Regions from separate parts of the Mus musculus genome. Here all the other regions are linked to region 2. A link is a contact called in public HiChIP or PLAC-seq and promoter capture Hi-C data. All regions are on one chromosome and are shown on one strand. The core of a region is the stretch at or near the end of the contact, and the rest is flanking DNA. Distances in the headings are between cores, read along the strand shown.

Region 1 (3,957 bases), core at 40-2,539, 440 kb before region 2:
AATATTAAGCTCTGCCTGTTGGGCTGGTGTAAGCCTCATGGAGGCTGAGATATTGGTGGTGAAGCTTGGTTAAGAGACAGAGTCTGTTTATCACACACCCTCAGCTAGGGTCGGAAGATCCCTGCAGACAAGAGGACAGTGAGTGCACCAAGCCACCGGACAGGACTCTCTGGCACCACTACCCTGGCCCTGAAAGCTGAGGTATTTGGGAAAAAGTGCCAAGAGTTGGTGCTGGCAAAGCGGGCTGGTAAGGCTTAGAAAAGCTTTGAATGTCTTTTAAAATGTTTTCCCTTTTTCCTGTGGTCATAGGGAACCAACACTTAAAGGATTTAAAACTGGAGAAGTGACATGATTGGAATTTGTGTCTTAGAGAGAGAGTGTGTGTTTTCATTAACGTTATTAATGAAATAGCAGAGAAGACAGTGGTGTCTTAAGCCAGACTTCCTACCAGCCCCACCTCCAATTTGGTCCTTATCTTCTGGGAGAGCATGCTGTGACTCTGGCATTGCTCCTGATTCTCTGAGTGACCTTTTCAAGGATGTGAGCTCAAGTTGACCTTCAAATTCAGAAATGGGTCAGCCTGCCTTATGGTGTATTGTTAGGAACGTGTGGCAGAAGCTGTGTACAGTATTGTCCATTGCGCTTGGCCTTGTAGGTGTGAGAAGTTACCATTTTTATTTCATGAAATGCATCCCTTTGTACCATCTGTCGTTAACTCATTCTGTTATCCGTGCCAGGCTCCATCAGCCTAAGAGCAACCAAGACTGGAGACCTTCTCCAGCTAACCCTCTCTGTCTTCCCTAGCTAGGACTTCCAGATTAGATCATCAGTGGCTGAGAAAAGTCCTGTCCGAGGTCCTGAAACAGCCCTGTTAGCCAGAGCAGGCGCCTGGGACAGGGAGCTGTCCATGGTCCTGAACCGCATATTGTCTGCTCTCTGTACACTCAAGAAGAATTTGCTGAGCCCAACTGGCAGGAATACTCCATTTCTGAGCACATCAACTAGAGAAAGCATTGCAGCCGTCTGTTGCTCCAAACTCACTTTCTCCCAGCAGATTTACAACTCATAAGCAAAGCCGTCAGAGTCAAGTGAATAAAGCCAAGGCTCCAGCGCACTTCGGCATTAACCATGAGCGAGTAGGAGGGCTTCGAGCATCTTGTATTTTAATTCCATCCCATTTATGAAGTTGCCTTCCTGGGGAATCATTTATCAGACCCACCCCCACTCCCTCTTTCTGTGCTTCCTTGCAGCTCACACAAAGGAAGGAAATGAAAACCGTTTCAATGGCTGCAGCTGCTGCCCAGAATCTTTACGAGCCGGTGCACAAGGAGGAGGGAGGGGCACCGGCTTTGGCTCTGACTATGTTCCCAGTAATGTTTCAGGCTTAAATGAAGTCAGGAATAGATGGAAACTATAAAGTTAGTCTTGAAAAGTCTGCGGTTTTATAGCCCCCACCCTTTGCAGTGCCCCAGCCGCCCCCCAAACTGCTCTTCAAGACCAATTACAATGGGAAACATGTTCCCATTCTGGAAATACTTCTTGTTCTAGTTTCCCTTCGCTCAGCCTCTACCTCCCTGTGTTCTGCACCATTAGGACATTTCTACCCTGAGATTTCTAGCCCCAGAACACACTTAGGTGAATTCCAACTCAGCAGATCAGTAGTTTCAATTCTGAACAAGACACTTAAAGTCCTGTGACTCAACTTCCTTTTGGGCAAAATAGGGACAGAAAAATCCACTTCTGTGGATGTGGGTGAGATGCCTCTTGACCCTGGCTTCAGTGGGTGTTCTGCAAGTATTGATCTTTGCTCCTCTTCTGTGAATGAGTGAGTTAATGATGCACTCTCTGTCGGCGTATTAATTCCATCAGCATTTATTGGCACATTTTCCCTGGCTTACTAATTGTTCCTTAGGAACACTGACCTTATTCAAGTAAATGCCTGGTTATTTGTGCCCTCTTAAGGTCTCAGAAATAACATCCTGTTGGGGAATCAAGGTTCTGCCTGTGCACAGAGCCATGGCTAGCAGAAAAAAACTTGATGATCGTTTCTCTTCTTTTTGCTAGTTGCTTCTCCCTGGGTGAGGAGTGTTTCTTCCTACCCCTCCAACTTTTAAGAAGACAAGAGGCTGAGAAAAACCACTTTGTCAAGCTATAATTGATTTCAGACGGCTAATTTATTAGCCAGGGCTGTTGTCTAGGTTGGAGTTTTTGTGCACTGAAGGTGTTGGGTGGTGATGAAATAAAGCTTCCAGAGCTCATCTGTTATCGTTGTTGCAGGTCTCTGGGACACAAGAAAGCAGACCCCTTGGTGCTCTGCCTAGCAGTGGAGAAATAAAAAGGATTTTTGATGTGTCCTCAGATGGACAAACCTTTTCAAATAGGAGACTGTGATAATCCTAGCTTTGACCTTGAGCCCTCACTTCTATTCCTTGTTCTCTCCTGTGTCTCACAGATCCCCATTCCTAAGTGACCTAAAAATCCACCACCATTCCTTAGATTTCATCCTGACACAGCACAGCCCTGTTCATCCCCGATGCTCACATCTCTGTTGTTCCTGCCAACCTTCCAGGCTCACAGCAATACTACTGGCACAAGCTAGCCAGTTGCTCACCTGGATGACTGAAGTATCCCAAATGGTTCCCATCTGCTCCAGCTCATCCCCTCATCCAACCTCCACTCAGCTCCCTGATTACATTTTATAAGATGCAAGTCTGCCCACATCTTCCATGCCTTCGAACCTCCCAATCACTCTGCATGAGGATAAAATCCATAGACCTCAATTCTAGCATTTTAAAGCCTTTCCAGTTCTTCCTACATATCTTCTGTATCATTAGCTTATTTCTACTCTGTGCCTTGTACCCCACCTCCCCGAGGCCTGTCTGTCTGTCTGTCTGTCTTGTTTCCTACAAGCTTCCCAATCTCCAGTCTCCATGTTGTTCCATCTATTCTGCCTAGTGTTGCCCCATATTCATTCCTCAAAGTTTTCCCAAGGGTTACTTTCTCTTCAAATCCATGCCCAGTTCCTAGTTCTCCCAAAGGAATTTTCATGATATTTTTCATGTAGTCCTTACATGTCTGTTGCCAGGAGAAAACCTCCAGTGACTGAAGACAGATCCTACCCTGCCACACCTTCAGCGATGCCTACCCAGAGCTCAGGGCCCTAATTCTGGTCCCACATGACTTTATTGACCAAAAGAAAAGATATTTCCTGCTCTTGCTTGCATAGTGGGGGGACAGAGACACTGTGCAGCACCAAGCTGCCTTCAGCATATGCTGCTCAGGATGGTCAATTCCATTCTGCTGTTCCCAGACTCTTCTGTAGCTGTGGTCATTGACTTGTCCTGCTGCTGCTGCTGCTGCTGAGAACGAATTATCCTCACACCTGGAGGAGTGCCACACCCTCTTCCTCTGCCATCTGCCTTCCACCTGTTGACCTCCAGCCTCTGTAGTGCTGGAAAAAAAATGAACACTCTAAAACATTGACCAGACCATGACCCATGTGATCCCAAGGCACACTCATCATAGAGGATAAATCCCATCCTCTCTGCCTGCCTTGTACATACTATCCTCTTGGATGCTTTTAGCTATCCAGCACCATCTCAGGTCTCCTTGTTTCTACCCACAAACTTCTCAGCCCATGCTTATGCACCATCGATAACTAATCATCGTCTTCAGAACTCTGAACCCTGCAACCAAGGGTTTGAAGAATTCTTGTCCTTAGAACCAGATTCAGTTTTCCTCCATTTGAATGATGTTGTCCAAACCAATACTTATTTTGTGGGTGGGGTGTTCATGCATGTGTGTGCATATGTACATGTGTGTGTGTGTGCCTGGAGGACAGAGGTTAAAGCTGGAGGTCTTCCTCAATCACCTTCGACCTTACTCTTTTGAGACTGAAGTAATAGACTTACTCTTACTGAAGTAAGAGACCTGGAGATCATCAATTTGTGATGACTG
Region 2 (3,601 bases), core at 854-3,353:
GGCATGTGGCTGCTTCAGGGTGGCATTCCCTGCCTCTGACATTGCTCTCGTCTGCAAAGATAGAAGGGGATCCCATTGAGGTCTTACCTTGCACCGTCTGGACTCTGAATCAGAAACTTGGGTGAGGGAAAATTGCAGAGAGCAGCAGTCAGAGGGGCAAGAATGAGTTCCCACACAGGGAGAGGAACGGTTAGCCCCTTATCCTCAGAAGGATATCCCCTTTTTGCCCTGATATCCCAGGCCAAGCAGGTCTCAGCCTTGCCCCAAGAGCCTCCAGGTCAGATCCCCAGATCCCTGCCAGGGATTTCTGCTGTCTTCTCTTATCAGCAAGAAACAAGTGTGGAAAGTGCTTGGATCCTGACTCAGCCTCGCTGCTGCTCAGCTGTCTCTTGGCCTGATATCAGAGGCCCCCTGGTGACCACAGGCTGTTACTGCAGCTAAAAAAGGCCAAAGCAGGGCTAACTAAACTCCAGGGGCTGGAAGATTCAGAGGCCCAGCAGGAGCAGATGAGGGTCGTGAGAGGTCTCCTGGGAGGTATGCCGCCTCCTTTCTGGGATTTCAAATACCTTGGGAAGAATGGCATTTCTCAAGAAGCCTAAGTGAACAGGGTACTGACGAATAGGATGGTCTGGGCTTTAGTGTGGTCCTGCTCTCGGTCCCTCAGGACACCCTTGCAAGGTGAGGCCTTGCAGGAGTAACTGGTATGCAGAGTACCACGTTCAGTGCCTGGGTATCTAATTGGCTTGAGGTGCTTCCCAACACACACACACACACACACACACACACACACACACACACAGAGAGAGAGAGAGAGAGAGAGAGAGGTGTAGGTTGACTGTGATGTTGATGGAACTGATAAGATGTTTTAGTGGGAGTTACAGGACAGCAGTGTGGGTCCTGACACCTGGCAGGGAGAGTGCTGACAGTGGCTGTGAGTTTGTATTGTTGTTGACAGTGGCCTCCGAAGAGAGATGCAAACATCCGGACCCCATGTGTCCTTGGGTAGCAATGGTACTGCCACTGGTCTGCTAAAGTGTGCAAAGTAGTGGGCCCTGTACAAAAGGTTTTGAGTTCAGGGCAAATCACAAATTGTGAAACAGGAGCAAGGGGTCTGATGCAGAAGCATCTTGGTGGAAAAGAACACAAGGCAACTTTTCTGAGGCCAGGGTTTCCAGGACTCTTGTTGTCAGCCTAGACCTAGAGTGTCAAATCTTTTGACATTGAAACATGGCATTGTGGCCTACATATGTGTTGGGTCACATCCATTGTTGTCCTGGGATGTATGGGTGAACATACCTTATAGAGAGAGGCACCCCTTTGGGTCCCTAACAGAGGAGGAACCAGGGATCTTATGATGGAAGACAAAGCAACTGAGGTCTCTCTCCACCCATGGATGGAAACTGGCAGGCAGGGACACTTTAAAACCCACCCCCCTTTGACTCTGTCCCTGGCGGGCTCCCCTCCTCTCAGCATCACAGGACAGAAAGTCTAGACCGGTCAGGCCCAAATGAAGTGGTTCAGTGCCCCACCCCTGCTCTCCCTGGAAGGGCCCCAGTCCCTGCCTCTGACTCCATCTCTTTACCCATCACTCATCCAACCCACCCACCCACTCATCCACCTATGCATGCATCATCCTTCCATCTGCGTGGCCCACCCATCTATGTAGCCCTCCCCATGGTGCCACCCACCAAATCCACTTTCTTCCAGTCCTGCTCACCCTCACCCGCCTCCGCAATTCCACCGACCCTGACCCTGATGGCTACCTGTCCATCCATCAACCCTCCCGACAGCCTCTACCTACATTCACCTGCCTCCACCACCCACACACCTATTGGTCTGTGCACAGCCCTTAACTCCTCTTCTCCAACCATCCGTTTGTTGGTCCACCACTTGTCACCCAGATGCAGCCACTCCCCTGCTCCTGGAGGAGAGCACAGTCCCAACTCTTGGCTTTCCTGCTGCGTGGGGCAGGAGTCGGCTGTCTTAGGTGCGCTCGCCTGAGCGTCGCACTCCTTCTCCGTGATCCCGCTCCCCTCCTCCCAACCCGCCCCCCGCTCGCGCTCCCCCTCTAATGTGTGATCTGGAAGCTCTATAAAGCCTGATGTAATCCGTAATGCAGTCTCTGGCTCCCGATTCGGGATCCAGTTTCAGAGAGCGAGAGATTGGGGAGCGCCGGCAGCCGGGCGGGGGAGCAGCTTGCCTCTCTCCTCCTCCTTCTCCGCGTCCTCGGCCTCCTCCTCCTTCTGCCCGCGCCGCCCCGCCCCCGGCTCCGCTCCGCTCCCCCCCCCCCGCCCCCAGGAAGGGAAAAAAGGCGAGAAGAGCCGGGCAGGCGAGAGGACCGGAGCGGCGGCGCGGCCGGAGAGGGAGCGGCGGGCGCAGGCGGTGGTGGCGGCGGCGGCGGCGGGCGCGGCGTTGGCGGCGGCCCCGGCAGAGCGAGCTGAGCGGGCGAGCCGGCGGCACAGGCGTCCGCGCCGCGTCCTGGCCAGCCTCCGGGCCCGCGCGCCCAGCACAGCCCGCAGCCAGGGCATCCGGACCCTTCTGGCGCCCGGGGGGCTCCGCCAGGCAGGGGGTGGGGAGGAGCCTGAGAGCGCCCGCGGGTGCGCTCTTGGGAACGTCTCGGCGGGGCCCAAAGCGAGTCGGGGGCGGCAGCGACAGTAGCCCCAGCTCGGATCGGGCGCGCGGCTCGGCCGCTGGCGACGCGGTGCGCTCCGGGGGCTTTGCAAGTCGCTGGATCAAGTCCTTGCTCGCCCGTGGGGCCTCTGCTGCTGGGGAAGGTAAGAACGGCTCCGAAGGGGGTGGGGGCGCGGCGAAAGGGGGCGTCTCGCTCTGGGAGGGGGTCGGAGGAGGGATGGCCTCCCGGACTTCCTAACTTCGCCGTTTGGAGCTTCGCAGCTCTCAGGATTAGGCTTGGAGCTCGGGAGTTTGAAAGCCCCCCCCCAAGCCCCATTTCCCCAGCCCCCTTCCTCTTCTAGCGGCGGCAATGGAATCTGGCAGGTCCCTGCGATCCCGCATTGGGCGGGCTGAGGAGGGGGCGCCCTGGACGTGGGAGAGGCTTCTTGGTGCTCCTCACCTCCCCCTCATCCTTACCAGGCAGAGCCGGGCCAACCTGGCAGGCTCAGTCAGAGAAGCACCCCCTGCTCTATTACCCCCACAGACCCAGGGCGCGCTGGGGAAGGCGTTCCCGTGGTGTTCCGACACAGAGATGCTAGCAGGGGTCTGAGGGAGCCCCACCTGGCTCCCTATGCTGGCCCAAGGAGGCTCGCGAGAGACAACCCGGTGTGTCCCCCATTCCCTGATCTTACCCAGAGCCCGTTACATATATTATAGGGCCCGGCTGCATCTCATCCCCACCCCCAGCACAGAGCTGGAGGCGGGCAGAAAAGCCCCCAGACTTCCCGTCACAGCTCTCACCTACAGACCCGACAATGGCAGAGGAGACCCCCGGAGGCTTATCTCCAAATTCGGAAAAAAGGGCTGTCCTCGCGCCCCCACCATCACAACTGACACGCGCATACGCCCTAGCTCATTCCTTCCCGGTGTTCTTTCCTGTTCGGTTGGACAGGCGGCGCAGATAGGCTGCCCTGAACTTTGGGTCGGCCCG
Region 3 (3,596 bases), core at 433-2,932, 490 kb before region 2:
GATGATATATTGGTAGTAGGTACATAGGTAGGTAGATAGATGATAGGTAGATGGATAGATGGTAGCTAGACAGGGATATATATATATATATACATATATATATATATACACATATATATACATATATGTATATATATGATGGATGGATAGATGATAGATAGATAGATAGATAGATAGATAGATAGATAGATAGATAGATAGATAGATAGAAACAAGAGCCCCACTCCCAGACTCTGAGCACTTCACCCTATCTTTAAGGAAAAGTTTGATAGTTTAGTCACCTTGTTTTTAACTTTTTCCAAATTCATGTTAAAATCTTTTTTATCTGGTGGCTGAGTGTTTTCATATGTCCCTTTAAACTTTGCCCCAGTTAAATGGTTCAGTCGCTTGCCCTGGGCCTAGCCACGGGTGACCAGTTTTCTCTAAGACTTCTAAGCTTGCTTACTGGGATCAAGGAGAGTCCTGGCTGAGTATTAGCAAGACACAGTGACTTTGCTGAGGCTCTGTGTTCCGTTATCCTACTGCCCTGTAGCTCTGTGGCCCTGCACACTGCCTCTGGTCATGCACACAGCTCAGCATCTTTAAGCTTCCTGTCTTCCTACAGAGTGAGCTGAGCACCCAGCCATGTGGTCCAAGGGCTCCCTTCTCTGCAGTCAGGAGTTGGCAGAACTAAGCTTGCCACCTAGCCTGGTGCTCTTCTCTGAATAGGAGGTTATCTACAGCCTCCTTGGTTGGCTCTCTGGCTCGTAGAGTTGTATAAAGAAAATAAACTGGTGATTGAGAAATGGCCAGGGGCCTTCCAGTTGTTGGACAAACTCCCCAGGACAGAGATGGAAATGTCCCATCCTGTGAACAGTCACATTAGACACACATAGTCACAGGAAACAAGAGGAGGAAATTGTTTGGCTGTCAAAGCAGGAATCTTCCCCCCAAGGGTTTTTGTAAGGCACAGCTACCTCTATATACCAATTCCATCTTGCTACCTGTCACTCCAGGTGCCAGATGACAGCCTTGTCACACTGTCCCAGCTTGGGACATTGCTTAGCACGTACACGGAGCTTGTTACTTGTTGTTCCTTGTTTCTCCCTCTATGTCCCTCTCCTGTGGTGCCCAGACCTCCAGCCTTGGATGGCCCTTGTCACATGATACTGTGGAGATGCCCCCTCCCACCTTCTTCTGCCTCCTCCTCTGGTTTATTCTCTCCCGAACAGGCCCTGCCACCGGCTGACTGGGGTGATAGGCATGCTTGAACACGTCTAGTCCTTGTCAAGGGACTGGAGCTGATTAGAACAAATAGTAAGTTGGAGGCCTCATCTGCATTTCAGGAATGGGGAAACTGAGGCTGGCAGCTAGTGGATGAGGTGAATGAAGCTCTGGGGCCAGGGTCCTAGTTTGGTTAGGGTCAAGTGCTGCTGCAGCTGCCATGTCTTTGGAAATGAGTGCAGAAAGGAATGAGTTAAGCAGCGCTGTCTTCGCCCAAAGCAATTAATCACAGAATTGGAGAGGCAGGCCAGACAATTATGTCCCAGACAAAGGGGCCAGGGGTGGGGGTAATAACTTTGGAGCCTCGTGCTGTGAGATTAATAAGCGCTTGGCATTTGGATGGCATGCCGAGACTCTGGGCAGCTCTGCCATCAGGCCCTGCCCCACTTGCCCCCTGGGAAATTCCCAGGGCACAGGTCAATGTTACCGTGGTTACTCAGGCCACGGTCACAGCCAGTGCACAGCTTCATCAGGACAGTGAGGCTCTAGGGATGCCTGGCTCATCCAAGCACACTGGTGGACTCTTTGAGAGGCCAGTAACAGGCAACACAGCAGGGTAGTTACTTCCAGGCCCAGCTTCAGGCAGCCATCATATAAGAAAGAGCAAGGCGCAGAGACTCAGAGCCCTCTTTGACTCTTACAGGAGGTTGGGGTCAGGCACAGGTCTGCAACCTCCTCTACTAAGTTGGATAAGAACGCTAGGTTCCTGGCCAGTCTGTGGAGAAACTATGTTGTGTGAAGCCCCAGCAAGGTTAATGTAAATAACATGTTCCTGCCTGCTTTTCCCCTTCCCATCTCCCCTATATAGCCTTTGTGGCTGAGGCACAACCAGCCCTGCCTGTACCCAGCAACTTCTGTGCATCCCTGCATGCTCACCGCTGCCTCATATCCAGCATGGTCCTACTACCAGCACCCTCTACCTAGTGGTGCCTGCCCATAGCGCTGTCCACCTAGCCCAGCTCGTCCATCCAGCATCCTCAAATGCTACCTTCTGCCTGGCCTCTAGAGCCAGTCTCCCACACGACCATATGAAAAGCACCCCAGGCTCATTTTGCACTTGCTGACCTGATAAAACAGATCACCAACCGGTTGCCTCCACCTTTCCCATGATGCCATGGGTGCTAGCCAGCTTCTCCTGGAAACCTCAGTCTTCCTTGTCATTTAAAAATCTCATCAATATAGGGGAATTCCTAACAAGAAGTTCTAGGATTTGAGAAAAGTAGCTTGGGGAGATTCATTCATTCATTCATTCATCCATCCATTCATGCATTCATTCAGTTGTATGGGTTGTTCCTTCTAGCTCTAGGGTATAATCCAGATGTGTGCATATACCTTTTGAGCTGAGGAGGAGCCACTCAGACTTTGGCAGACACGTTTTATTCTCTTTTATAGAGGGCCAGGTCTAAGTATGAGAGGGTCAAGAAGGCATGGAGTGCAGGCTCTCAGAGTGGGTAGCGATGGCCCTGGTAGAGCACTGGTATAGAAAGGCACTTGTGAATCCAGGGGGTGGGATGGGGTGGCACAGGAAGTTGTCCGCAGATCTAATAGAGATAGCAGAGAGTAGGTTGTCTCTGCTATATAAGCATGTGATACAGGGTAGAGGGATAGCCTTGGGTGGTGGTGGGGAGGCAGAGCCTCAGCGGCTGCTCCATGGAACAATACTGCAGTACTGTTTCCCTCAGGAGCACGGAGCCTGGGTGTTAGCATCTCCAAATAGAAGTGGGCCTTACTCTGCAGGAGTCAGCTGTCTTTGTCCTCTTGCATTTGCTTCAGACCGACAGGACTCAGATGGCTGCAGAGCCCTGTAGTGGGGGATGGGGTTGTGTCACGCATGGCACTAAGAGTGCTCTGTCTGCCCACTGCTGCAGAAACATGTGCCAGCTTTCGGCTCAGAGAATCCAGAGCTTCTGTGAAGTCTGAGTCAGTCAGAGGACAGTGACATCACGTGAAATGAAGACCTCTGGGAACTCCAGACTTCCAGGTCAGGTGGATGGTCCATGCTGTGGATCTGAGTGTCCGAGCCTAACAGGAATGTCTACAACTGTAATGGGGGACAGGGCCACTTCTCAGCTATTGGTCACCGTCTTCATCACCTCATGCTGTCCCTTAGAAGAAGCTAGTTTTAAGAGAGGGATTGGGCAGACAACAGTGGGTGATCCAGTCATGGTCTGTTGCTAGTCTGTTCCCAGTTCCCTGCTGCTGTATCCCTTTGTGTGGCTGCAGTTCATAACCTCTAGGGAGAATTGTAGAAATGAGGTCAAGGATGTCTGAGGTTGCTCAGTCATCATGTACATCGTCTCCTTCTAGGCTCTCTCTAGTGAGTACACCGAGGG

What was found. Promoter capture Hi-C pulls out the DNA fragments that hold promoters and counts their contacts. HiChIP or PLAC-seq counts read pairs in DNA pulled down with a chosen protein or histone mark.
Region 1: a contact with region 2 is called in a promoter capture Hi-C map of second pharyngeal arch cranial neural crest, with 4 times the contacts expected there. The contact joins the enhancer-like site here to the promoter of Adgrb1 in region 2. A contact is called at or near these places in 9 of 39 promoter capture datasets (the 3T3-L1 cell line, cranial neural crest, frontonasal cranial neural crest and 5 more), 1 of 15 datasets of contacts at CTCF or cohesin (the NIH/3T3 cell line), 1 of 484 Hi-C or Micro-C datasets (embryonic stem cells), 15 of 115 datasets of contacts at active chromatin or transcription factors (SST interneurons, acute myeloid leukemia, craniofacial prominence and 8 more) and 1 of 9 other capture datasets (embryonic stem cells).
Region 3: an H3K4me3 HiChIP or PLAC-seq map of stem cell-derived neural progenitor cells shows a contact between it and region 2, with 27 read pairs. The contact joins the enhancer-like site here to the promoter of Adgrb1 in region 2. A contact is called at or near these places in 12 of 39 promoter capture datasets (the 3T3-L1 cell line, 3T3-L1-derived adipocytes, the C10 cell line and 7 more), 1 of 15 datasets of contacts at CTCF or cohesin (the NIH/3T3 cell line) and 10 of 115 datasets of contacts at active chromatin or transcription factors (embryonic basal ganglia, embryonic forebrain, embryonic hindbrain and 6 more).

The regions. Positions count from the first base shown.
Region 1 is chr15:74,075,257-74,079,213 of GRCm38.p6, forward strand. No RefSeq gene overlaps it. Among named protein-coding and RNA genes, the nearest start is that of Gm32405, 77 kb to the left of the region's middle. Within about 2 kb of position 1,290, at least 74 of the 459 cell types and tissues checked have an H3K27ac peak or open chromatin away from gene starts, as enhancers often do. A contact at or near this core is called in SST interneurons, craniofacial prominence, embryonic basal ganglia and 2 more, where this site is marked.
Region 2 is chr15:74,514,093-74,517,693 of GRCm38.p6, forward strand. It overlaps Adgrb1 (adhesion G protein-coupled receptor B1), which reads left to right and starts at 2,104. Exons shown (of 31, transcript NM_174991.3): 1 at 2,104-2,774.
Region 3 is chr15:74,024,684-74,028,279 of GRCm38.p6, forward strand. No RefSeq gene overlaps it. Among named protein-coding and RNA genes, the nearest start is that of Gm32405, 26 kb to the left of the region's middle. Within about 2 kb of position 1,683, at least 6 of the 459 cell types and tissues checked have an H3K27ac peak or open chromatin away from gene starts, as enhancers often do. A contact at or near this core is called in stem cell-derived neural progenitor cells, where this site is marked.